Regions from separate parts of the Mus musculus genome. Here region 1 is linked to region 2. The links are chromatin contacts, called in public HiChIP or PLAC-seq maps. All regions are on one chromosome and are shown on one strand. Each heading gives the region's core, a stretch centred on a gene start, on an enhancer-like site or on the middle of the called end of the contact. The rest is flanking DNA. Distances are from core to core; before and after follow the strand shown.

Region 1 (4,826 bases), core at 2,249-4,748, 530 kb after region 2:
GATCTGATAAGACAGTTTCATTAAAAGACAGACTTAACAAATAAACGCATCTTGTCCTCCACACTGACAGCACGCCTTTCTATCACACTCAACATTGTTTAGGACACTCCATGTCAGAAACACTGAAGACTCAAACTGCCACTCCTGCAAACCCAAAAGCATCCTTCTGAGAATCTTTTTTTCCCCCTTCTGGACAATGTTAAACAAAATGATATATAGAAATAGATGCAAATGAGTTCCTCAAATTTTCAATGACATTTCGCTTCCAATCCTCTAAAGGAGAAAGTTTTACATTGTTTTTTTTTCTTGCTTTCTGAGCAAGCGAGTAACACTTCAATTTTACCACTGATGGTCTAGCTCTTATTTCTTCTACTTCATTTTCTTTTTTTTAATAACCCTGAAGAGTCCTTTGGTAAAGCTACATTTCTCTATTTTTTTTTAACCAAACATCAAATCTAGATGTGACCCTTGAATTGAAAACAATAATCAGTAAATTCTAATAACATCTCTTACCCGGTACAGGTAGGCACCAGCTAGCAAACGCCACCTTGGGACAGTTCAGACTAGTAAGTAGGCTCATGTTTTATGATACTAGAATGAACGGAAATAAATCTGTGTTGTTCTTTTCTTAGCAAAAGCTACAGCAGTACCTCCGTCCCAGAGTGAGCAGACCCCACAGACCTGACAAATCCAAACCTCTCACTTGAGAATTTAAAAAAGTAATAATCATCACAAAATGAAGACTTACTGCTTGTCATGTGACTTGGCGAGGCGTGCTGTCCATTGGGTGTGCTTGAGGTGAGGTCAATGGCCATATTGGCGTGTTCCCCTTCGGGTGAAAGCTCATTGTCACCTGCTTTCAAAAAAATACATTCTTTTGGTTTCTGTTCATTGTCACGTAACATGTAATTACTCAGACTGCCTCATATTCAGAGGGCACTCAGAACCGAATGCTCAAGAAACATGCTTTTTTTTTTTAAAGAGAAACTACAAGGAAATAAAATACATAGTAAATGAATGAAATGTAGAGAAAACACACACACACACAGCCTATAATAGAAAAGTGAACAAACTTTATTATCATAGCATTCTTACAGGTCAATGACAATAGAGACCATCTGAGGTCCAAAATAGTTGTAGTAGAAACAGCAAGGTTTTTCTAATAATCTAATTTAATCAATATAAAGTACTTTAAAGTAAATATTTTTTAAAACGTTTGCTGGATGGTTCAAATGAGCTTGCTTTTTTAAGAAAGGTGAACTTAAGAAGCCAATTCCTTCCTATTATATGTCTGGGAAAATCAGGTTACCTAGCAGTAAATCTTTAGTACATTTCTCCCCACCCCCACCCCCCAGTAGAAGAAATATCTATAACCTGGGGTATTCTAAATTTAAATTAAACAGGGAAACCAGTCAAATAAGAAACTAAAGATCTGCTGGCTACAAGCCTTAAATAATGTCCTTTCTGAAAAAAGTAGATTTCTATGCCCCCTTCTTAGTTTGCTCCTGGTAATACTTCCTCGTATCTGTTGCAAGGGGAAATGGTGAAGAGCAAATAAAGCTGGAGAACACGTACTAAAGACCCATGGCTCAGGGACTCACACACAGGGAGCAAGAAGCTCACTTGATTGCCCACAGCAAATTAATGAAAAGGAATACTCACATGTTATATAGCCATCAATTGCGTCTGTTTCCATAGTCAAAGTGCAGTGCTGGAACACAAAAGATTGCAACCTTTACCCAAGGATTCCTCCCTGTATCTGCCATTAAATTCTTCACTTATTTCAAGCCCCAAGCAGGTAGTGCATGTTGCTCCTGCAACCTGTGCCTGAGAAACATACTACAGTGTACTGTGCGTGCTCATTTGCAAGTCATTGAACTCTCTGCAAATGATCTGATTCCTGCTGGAGATAGGATAGGGACATAGGGACGCTAAGTGTCCTGTGAGATGGGCTGTAGCAAGAGAAGAACGACTCTCTCTCGTCAAAATTTACCCGGTTTATTGGGGGAAAAAATAGGAGAGGGTAATCTCCAATTTGCCAACTGTAACTGCTATCTAAGTATTTTACCACTCACTACTTCCCACAATCGCCCTGCAGTTTGAGTACTTCCCTAGTATACAGACAGCTCTATTCACAATTGTTGCAAGTTGGTTCATCATGTTCTAATGGGGGGGGGGGGGGGGCACAGAGAACAAACAAAACATAAGAAAACAAAACAAAACAAAACTACTTAGTACTAGACTGTATCCCAAAGACTTTTGCGGCAGTTGGCCAACTCTGGCTTGTACTGACGTTTTAGCCCACCCCAAATCCTGTGTGAGCACCTGTTCCACGTACCCTAATTTCCTGCCAGACTATGGCCGGAGACAATGCCAAGCCTACTTGAGACATTCGGAGTTCCAACAAGTCAGAAACTTTTGGCTGTGCACGAGGGGAGGGGAGGATTTTCCTCTCCCCAAGTGTGAGGAATGATTTTCATGCATCAATAACACAAATACTTTTGTATCCCCAGAAACAAAAGTAAATTGCATGAGACAACACCCCCTAGCTTTGATTCACATCATAAGAAGATCGATAATCTAACTGTATTCTTTGAGGGAAAAAGTTACAGAATTGACAAGTCCTGAAAAAGATTTTTACTTATTTTTCCCCCCTTTGGCCCAGGTCCTTTTTGCCTTTAGTTTCAAAACTCTCAAAGCACCAGCAGCTAAATTATTCACAATGAGCCATTTCTGTATTGATCGCCAAGTATATTTAGCCCTAGCTCCTGGAATTTCTCCATTACTTACTGGAAAACAGGCAGCTTCACTTCTTGTCTCCAAAACCACTTCCCTTCTCCCTCCCCTCCCCTTCACCACCAGCCTCCCTACCCCCCTCCCGCCCCCCAAAAACTTTTCTTTCTTTCTTTATGGAATAATCAGATCAAATTCCCAGTCACTACATAGCAGTTAAATTCCGACCTGCTCTACTCTTATCAAATTCTTTCAATTAGGTTACGTAAGGTTTGAAAGAAAGGGACCCGGAAAGTTTTAAAGGGGAGCAGTTTCTACCGAGAGCTTACAAATGAGTCTATCTCTTTAAAAATGTACACATTTAACACACATACTAAAAAGAAGCGTCAGTTAGAAGCAAAAGAAGTCTGCGCCAACAGTGAAAGGGTTATTAAACCCTCAGTGAAGGAAAAGGAAGAAAAAGGAAGAAAAAGGAGAAAGAGAAACAAAATGTACATACAAAAGAAATTGTCCTCTGATTAAAAAACAGTCATCACCATTTCCAGCTCTGTCGGGAGCTCCCAGCTTCTTCTAACCCCTCAAGGAGGAGGTGACAATGTCGGGCTGAAGAGAAACGGAGAAAGAAAGAAAGAAAGAAAGAAGTTTTTTGTGTCCCCCCCCCCTTCCCTCCCTGCCCCCTCCAGGCAAAGCCCCCTGCAGAGTTGAAGCCGAGGAGGAGGGAAAGCACTTTACAGGTGGGTCATTCCAAGACCGAATCCAGCAAACAGATCGGCTGATAAACAAAACCAAGAAATGAGAGAGAAGGAACACTCCCCCCCAACCTCCTCCTCCTCCTCCTCCTTCTCCTCCTCCTCGTCCTCCTCCTCCCCCGCCCCCGCCCCCTCGTCCCTTTGGGATGGTCTAGTAGGAAAAGTCACTCAGGAATGGCACCACGTACTTTCAGGAAAGAGGAAAAAAAAAAAAAAAAAAAAAAAGACAGGGAGGGAGGGAGAGAAAGAGAGAGAGGTCAGTGCTACAGCAATGCGATTAACGAGAAGAGAAAAAACTTGATCCACCGGTTCCTTAAGAATCGACCAAAAGCTAAGACAAGAAAACTGAAAGAAAAAGGGGAGGGGGGGTACGAGGGGAGGGACAGTCAGGCAGAACCCAGCAAGGAACCTAGGCCAACTTCACAGGACTGTTTTGTGGCCTCTGGCAAAATAGGAAAAAAAGAAAAAGAAAAAGAAATTAAATCTTCATTCCATCTCCTTCGTCCATACCAGAACCTGTCAAAGCGATTTAACTGTTGCTGTTATACATGTGTCACACCAGATTTTTATTATTATTTTTGTTTTGTTTTGTTTTCAATCTCAACAGTATAATAGCCTCTATCCAGACAGCTGCAATCTATGCCAGGTTATCCAATCTTTCTTCTTGGAATTCAAGTTAAAACAAAGCAAAAACAAGTCCAAATCCATGACAGCTATAAAGATGAGAACTGATTAGTCCATTAACATCCCAGAAGCAGATTACAAGGAGGGGACGATACATTAAGGCAAAGGACATCATCTTCAACGAAATTCCCTGAGCGTCCTTAACAGAGATCATTTCCCTAATCAGAGCCACAACCCATCCCTCCCCAAAGAAAAGCGTCTATATTATTATTATCCCTGGTTAACAGCAACAAGTCATTCGATCACACCACACTGTTAAACAAGATTCCATATCATTACACTTAACTTTGAAAACACTCCCCCTCCCCAACCCCTTTGCAAACCATACACAAATTGATAGATAATCTATGAATCAGAAGACAAATAAAACAAGAGCTGTTCTTCCCCACGCAAAAAGCCAAGCGGAGATTTACCTCAGCAGTGCATGCAGTAAAATAATCCCATCACCCTTTTGTTTGTGTTTACTGTTAGTGTGTCCTCTCCCTCTCTCTCTTTCTTTCTTTCCTGTGCCTAACGTGTGTTTGTGCACTGCAGTTGGTGGTGGAAACTAAGGCAGTGGATCTGTAGCTAAGGGTAATCCTGTTTTTACTTCCTCCATCTTCAGCGAGGAGCAGGGTTAGCCCGGGACAGCTGGTCAAACCCCGAGAAACCGATCCGGCG
Region 2 (4,998 bases), core at 1,475-3,974:
CTTGAGGGAGACATCACAAAGGTGGGGGTCATACCTGGGAAGAATGGGAAGTGAGTGTGATTGGGGTGCAATATGTGAAATTCCCAAATAAACAATAAAATTTTATGTTTGGAAAAATCAAATCAAAATCGTTAGCATTTTATTAGATTTCCCTAAGCAATATTTACATTTCTAGGAACACATAATGACTGTATAGTACAGGTATGTTATATGCACTGATTGTCTCAGTATGGCAGCCAAAGGGCAACTGTCAGGAATGAGTTCTCTCCTTCCACCTCGTGAGACCTTGGAATTCAACTCCTGAGGTAAAAGTGTCTCTAACTACTGGCCTCACCAGCCCCTGACCGGAGGCTTTAATGTTTCTCCTTTTGACATAATTTTCCGTTGTTGATGGTTTTACTGGTTTCTCAAGTCTGTTTTAGACTTTCTGTGCACTTGAGTCCATATCTTTATCAATTCTGACAAAATTAGAAGGATCGCCTCAAAGCCAAGGTTGAATGAATGTGAGCACCTTCCTTTGTAAAGTTCTGAACACCAAACACGTATCTTTAGACTACAGCACTGATAAATCTTTGTTTTATCTCCTTATCATTACTCTGGGCTGGAGCCTTGCTTTTCAAAGCTGCTTAAATCTTTCTTCTGCAATTTTGATTGATTAGATTTGCTCTTTGAAAATTTTGTACAAGTATAGAGTGCGTTCTCTTTGAACTCACTGCCACCTCCTTTATCTCATGCTAAGCCAGACGTTCTCAACCTGTGGGTCACGATCCATTTGTCACACCTCTGTCTCCAAAGACATTTACATTACGGCTCATAACAGCAGCAAAGTTACAGTTATGAAGTAGCAACAAAAACGATTTTATGGTTGGGGTCACCACACAAAGAACTATATTTAGTATAGGGTGGAGGCATTAGGAAGATGGAGAACTAAGGCTCTTTCACCTCTCACCCCATCCAGAAGAAACCTTCCTACATTCCAACCTTTAACCTTTTGTTGTTGTTGTCTTTTGTTTTGTTTTGTTTTTTTTCCAATTTTGTTGGTGTGTGTGTGTGTGTGTGTGTGTGTGTCCACTTGTTTATTAGGACAATCTTCTGGGCACAGATTTGTAACTATCCATTGGAGTGTGTGTGCGCACCATAGAGCTGATTCATTCTCCGTTGGGCGACATTTAGACACTTGAATATTGTGTCCCCATCATCACCTCTGCCCTCTGTTGAGTCTGACTGCCTGGCACTCTTTAGAGGATTTCTGCATGTGAGTATATGTGGGTTGGGGTTGGGGGGCTCAGTATGTGTGTGTGCGCATGAGCAAAAGTAGACCAATGCCAGGTTCTTCCCCTCAGTGAACCTAGAGATCACCCATTCTACTAGACTGGTAGGCTAGTAAGCTCCAGGAATCTGTCTGCCAGCACGGGATCATCAGCACACACTGATTTTACTTGAGTGCTAGAAATCTAAACTCAGACGCTCATGTTTTTGAGGCAAGCACTTAACCAGTTTCTCAGGCCATCTTTTGAGAATCCACCCCAACGCAGACAGGTTTTAATGTATGTTGTAATGATCTTTAGCTCTGTCCACCCAGCCTGTGCATCAAGGGTTGTTTGCACTCGGACTATGGTATGAAAAGAGGCTGAATAATTTCACTGAGTGCTTCCAGAGGACGGGGATGCTTCTCGAAGCAAACCTTCAGTGTTACTTTGCTCATCTTCAGTGCTGAACCCTAGCTGCCCCCTCAATTCAATATTTTCAACTGTAGCATCACTGGGAATTTTTCAAATATATTATTACTTTTCAGTTTCGTAGGGTCACAACCATTTTATTGGAATATAACCCAAGCTAATGAATATGAGCTAATGTCTGAGCTAATGGACATTTTGGAGAGGGTCACTATGATAGTGTCTTTGCACAAGTTACTCCATTAAAGTATTTTCTTAGCAGCAGAGCTGTTAAGTTTAACACATGCATAATTTAAAGAATTTTAAATAGCTGCAAAAATCCTTTTTGGAAATTCATGTCTTTATATTAATGATGGATACTATATATTGACATATTTTCAACTTTTTTATATTGAATAGTTTGCTTGTTTTAAATCTGTCTAATAAAGCTATAAATTTATTGTTGCTTGTTGTGGTAATTGGTTCTTACTCTCATTTTACTTAGTGTGTGTATGTATGTGCAGGGATGTTTCCCAACAGCACTGGAATGAAGGTCAGAGGGCAACTTTAAGGAGTCATTTCTCTCTTGCCATCTTGAGAGATCCAGGGATCAAATGTGGGTCATCAGGCCTATGAGCAAGTGCCTCTACCCACTGAGCCATCCCACCTCACTGGCCCCATACTGGAGCTTCAAGTTCCCTCCTGTGTACATAAATTTCCACTTTTTGATATTTGTCTTATTGGTTTCTCATATATGTTATACATGTTGTATGTGAGTCCATCCTTTATAAATTTATAAATTCTGTTATTCTTAAAAGACTACAACCAAGTCAAAGTTAAATAAATGTTGATCACTTTCTCTTTTTGACTTATACTCTTTATAATTGTTCTGAACACTAAATGCAGACCTACTGCCAGTAATAATGGTAAGTGTTGGCACTTAACTATTTGTCCTGAGGCATGTAGCATAGAAAACTCTCTAACAGGAACACTTCTATCCCTCTGACAGTTTATCAAGTGATCATTGTATTTAAGACACACAGTTTATGAATTATTCATCGTGGCTGATGGCTGGAGCTCAAAGGAGTTAATTAACAAAGCTAGCAGTGGAGAAGTCAGCAGTCAAAGCCAATCATGTGACAGTACACTGGGTGAATAGTATAACTCAACAGACTCAGGCTAGTAGACAAGTCTCTAACCTGGGAAAGAAACACAGGTCTATCTGCCTGTCAGTGAATCCTGGTTCAGACTCGGGGATATATTGTCTGTGCAAATTAGGCAATTTTCTTGAATCACTCTGCATCCCTTTTGTCTTTCATGAAGAATGAGCATAGTGAAATCACGTATTGTGAGGTTTCTGTCAGGTTTAAATGAGCTATTGTTATATTTAGAGGAAAGATTTGGAATATAGAAAGCAACATAAAATCGCATTTTCAATTAGTAAGCATAAAGTTTTGAGAACATTACCTAACAGTGAGTACATCACAAAGGTAAGCCACGCCTCTAGTCACTTCCCACATCAGAACCACTGTCTTTGCCAGACCTACTAAGCACAAATCCTAATCATGGATTAAGTTGGGTTTCCTTTAGCATCTTCTTTCTTGCAGTTTTCTTGCGGAAAAATTACAGACAGAAGAGACTGAAAAAATGGATGGAAGGAAGGAAGGAAGGAAGGAAGGAAGGAAGGAAGGAAGGAAGGAAGGAAGGAAGGAAGGAAGGATGGATTGGACAGTGGGGGAAAAGAAAGAAGACTAAGGGAATCATCATTTGATTGGAAGAACAAATACACAAAAGTCATCAGTCAGCTTGAGAAACGTGTCAAAAGCAATGTGCATCCTTGCCTCTGTCCCTCGATCTCTTGCCTGAGTTCATCTGTCCATGTCTACAATCCATGTTCCTTTCCCTTGTCCCAAATCCTGATGAAACAGATTTGATTTAAGGGTGGACATCAAGAGCAGGATTCCCTTCTTATATTGAACCACTGAAAGAAATGACTTCCTTTGTCTCCAATCCACATCAAATCCCAGTGTGAGTATTTCATTTTAATGTCTTTGAATTGAGCTAAACAAAAAGACTTTTGTAAATTTTTGTACTCGTCCCAAGATCCTAAGTCTACTTTTAGCATGGAACCACTACCTTCCGCCATATTGTTTTATGTATTTTAAGAGATTAGTATGGTCTTGGCTACTTGCCAAATATCATACTAGGTACTGATAAACCCCCAAGTGTATTAATACTAGGTAAAGTTTGCCAAGTGTACAACATTAGTTGTATTAGTACACTTGGAAAACTTTACCTCTAGATGAAGGTTCTTCTCTTTTATTCTTTTCTAATTTTCCTCATAAAATTCTTCATTAAATCATCACTTAATTATCACATTTTGCTGTGGGGGCAATAAACCCATTTGTCATGTGGATGGCATTCCTTGAACCCTGTCTGTCTTTCAGGGGTCAGACAAAGAGAAACACTTACCAAAATAATGTATCTCTTATTCTGAAGTCCACAGTTTATAACATCACATAGCAAAGAGAGTGAGAATCCCTCATGCTGATGTTCTAGGGTTTTGCCAAAAAGAGCATGGAATGAGATTAATCAGTTTATAATCATCATTACAAACTTAGTTTGCCAAGTACCAAAGAGATATTTTTTGAGAAATAAAGAATCTATTTGTGGAAAGAAACTAAAATGCAGTAATATAAAATAATCTGTAATCTCAAAATAGATTACAATCTTCTATTAGGATAAGTGAACAACCCAAGTTATAAGAGAGCAATTAGAGTCAGCTTAAAGTCCACAGCAAGAGGTACCATGATGTGCAGTAGCATGCCCTGCCACCTGAGGATGTGGTGAAGTCCTAATTCATGTTGCCAACAAGGCCCATGTGTGGGTCTATGTCCATACGGCATCAGGGGTTAGTGTCATGCTATGCTATGGGCAAGAAAAAGATGCCCTCCTTCTTTGCCCCTGGCTACCTGCGCAAGTAGGAGAACTGACCCAAGGTCATGAGAGCTGCAGAGCTATCCCTACCCTCCCCTGCTACCGGACTTGGAGAGTGGGCTCTGCACCTTGCCTGGGCAACACAGTAGAGCTAGTCCTGGTAGCAAAGGCCTGGGTGGCAAAAGTCAGCCTCAAGAGCATGAGAGAAGGAAAGCTTGCCCTGCCAATATCCTGCTGTGGCATTGGGTGAGCTAGCCAGGGCAGTCCTGGTGGCATGGGTATGAGAGAGCTGGACCAGTTACCACCCAGACCCAGGCCCAATGCTTTGAATTGGCCTGCCTCTACATCTACCTCATATATGAACTGCTGAAGCACATTAAGGGGCTGTCCTGTATATCAAGAGCTG

The links. HiChIP or PLAC-seq counts read pairs in DNA pulled down with a chosen protein or histone mark.
Region 1: a contact with region 2 is called in an H3K4me3 HiChIP or PLAC-seq map of neural progenitor cells, with 20 read pairs. The contact joins the promoter of Ikzf2 here to the enhancer-like site in region 2. A contact is called at or near these places in 10 of 39 promoter capture datasets (the 3T3-L1 cell line, the HPC-7 cell line, cranial neural crest and 6 more), 9 of 484 Hi-C or Micro-C datasets (the C2C12 cell line, the HL-1 cell line, adipose-derived mesenchymal stem cells and 5 more) and 2 of 115 datasets of contacts at active chromatin or transcription factors (neural progenitor cells and stem cell-derived neural progenitor cells).

The regions. Positions count from the first base shown.
Region 1 is chr1:69,682,462-69,687,287 of GRCm38.p6, forward strand. Ikzf2 (IKAROS family zinc finger 2) reads right to left here and starts at 3,499. Exons shown (of 8, transcript NM_011770.4): 1 at 3,233-3,499; 2 at 1,663-1,711; 3 at 749-853. The coding sequence starts at 1,696.
Region 2 is chr1:69,154,822-69,159,819 of GRCm38.p6, forward strand. No RefSeq gene overlaps it. Among named protein-coding and RNA genes, the nearest start is that of Erbb4, 49 kb to the left of the region's middle. Within about 2 kb of position 2,725, at least 19 of the 459 cell types and tissues checked have an H3K27ac peak or open chromatin away from gene starts, as enhancers often do. A contact at or near this core is called in neural progenitor cells and second pharyngeal arch cranial neural crest, where this site is marked.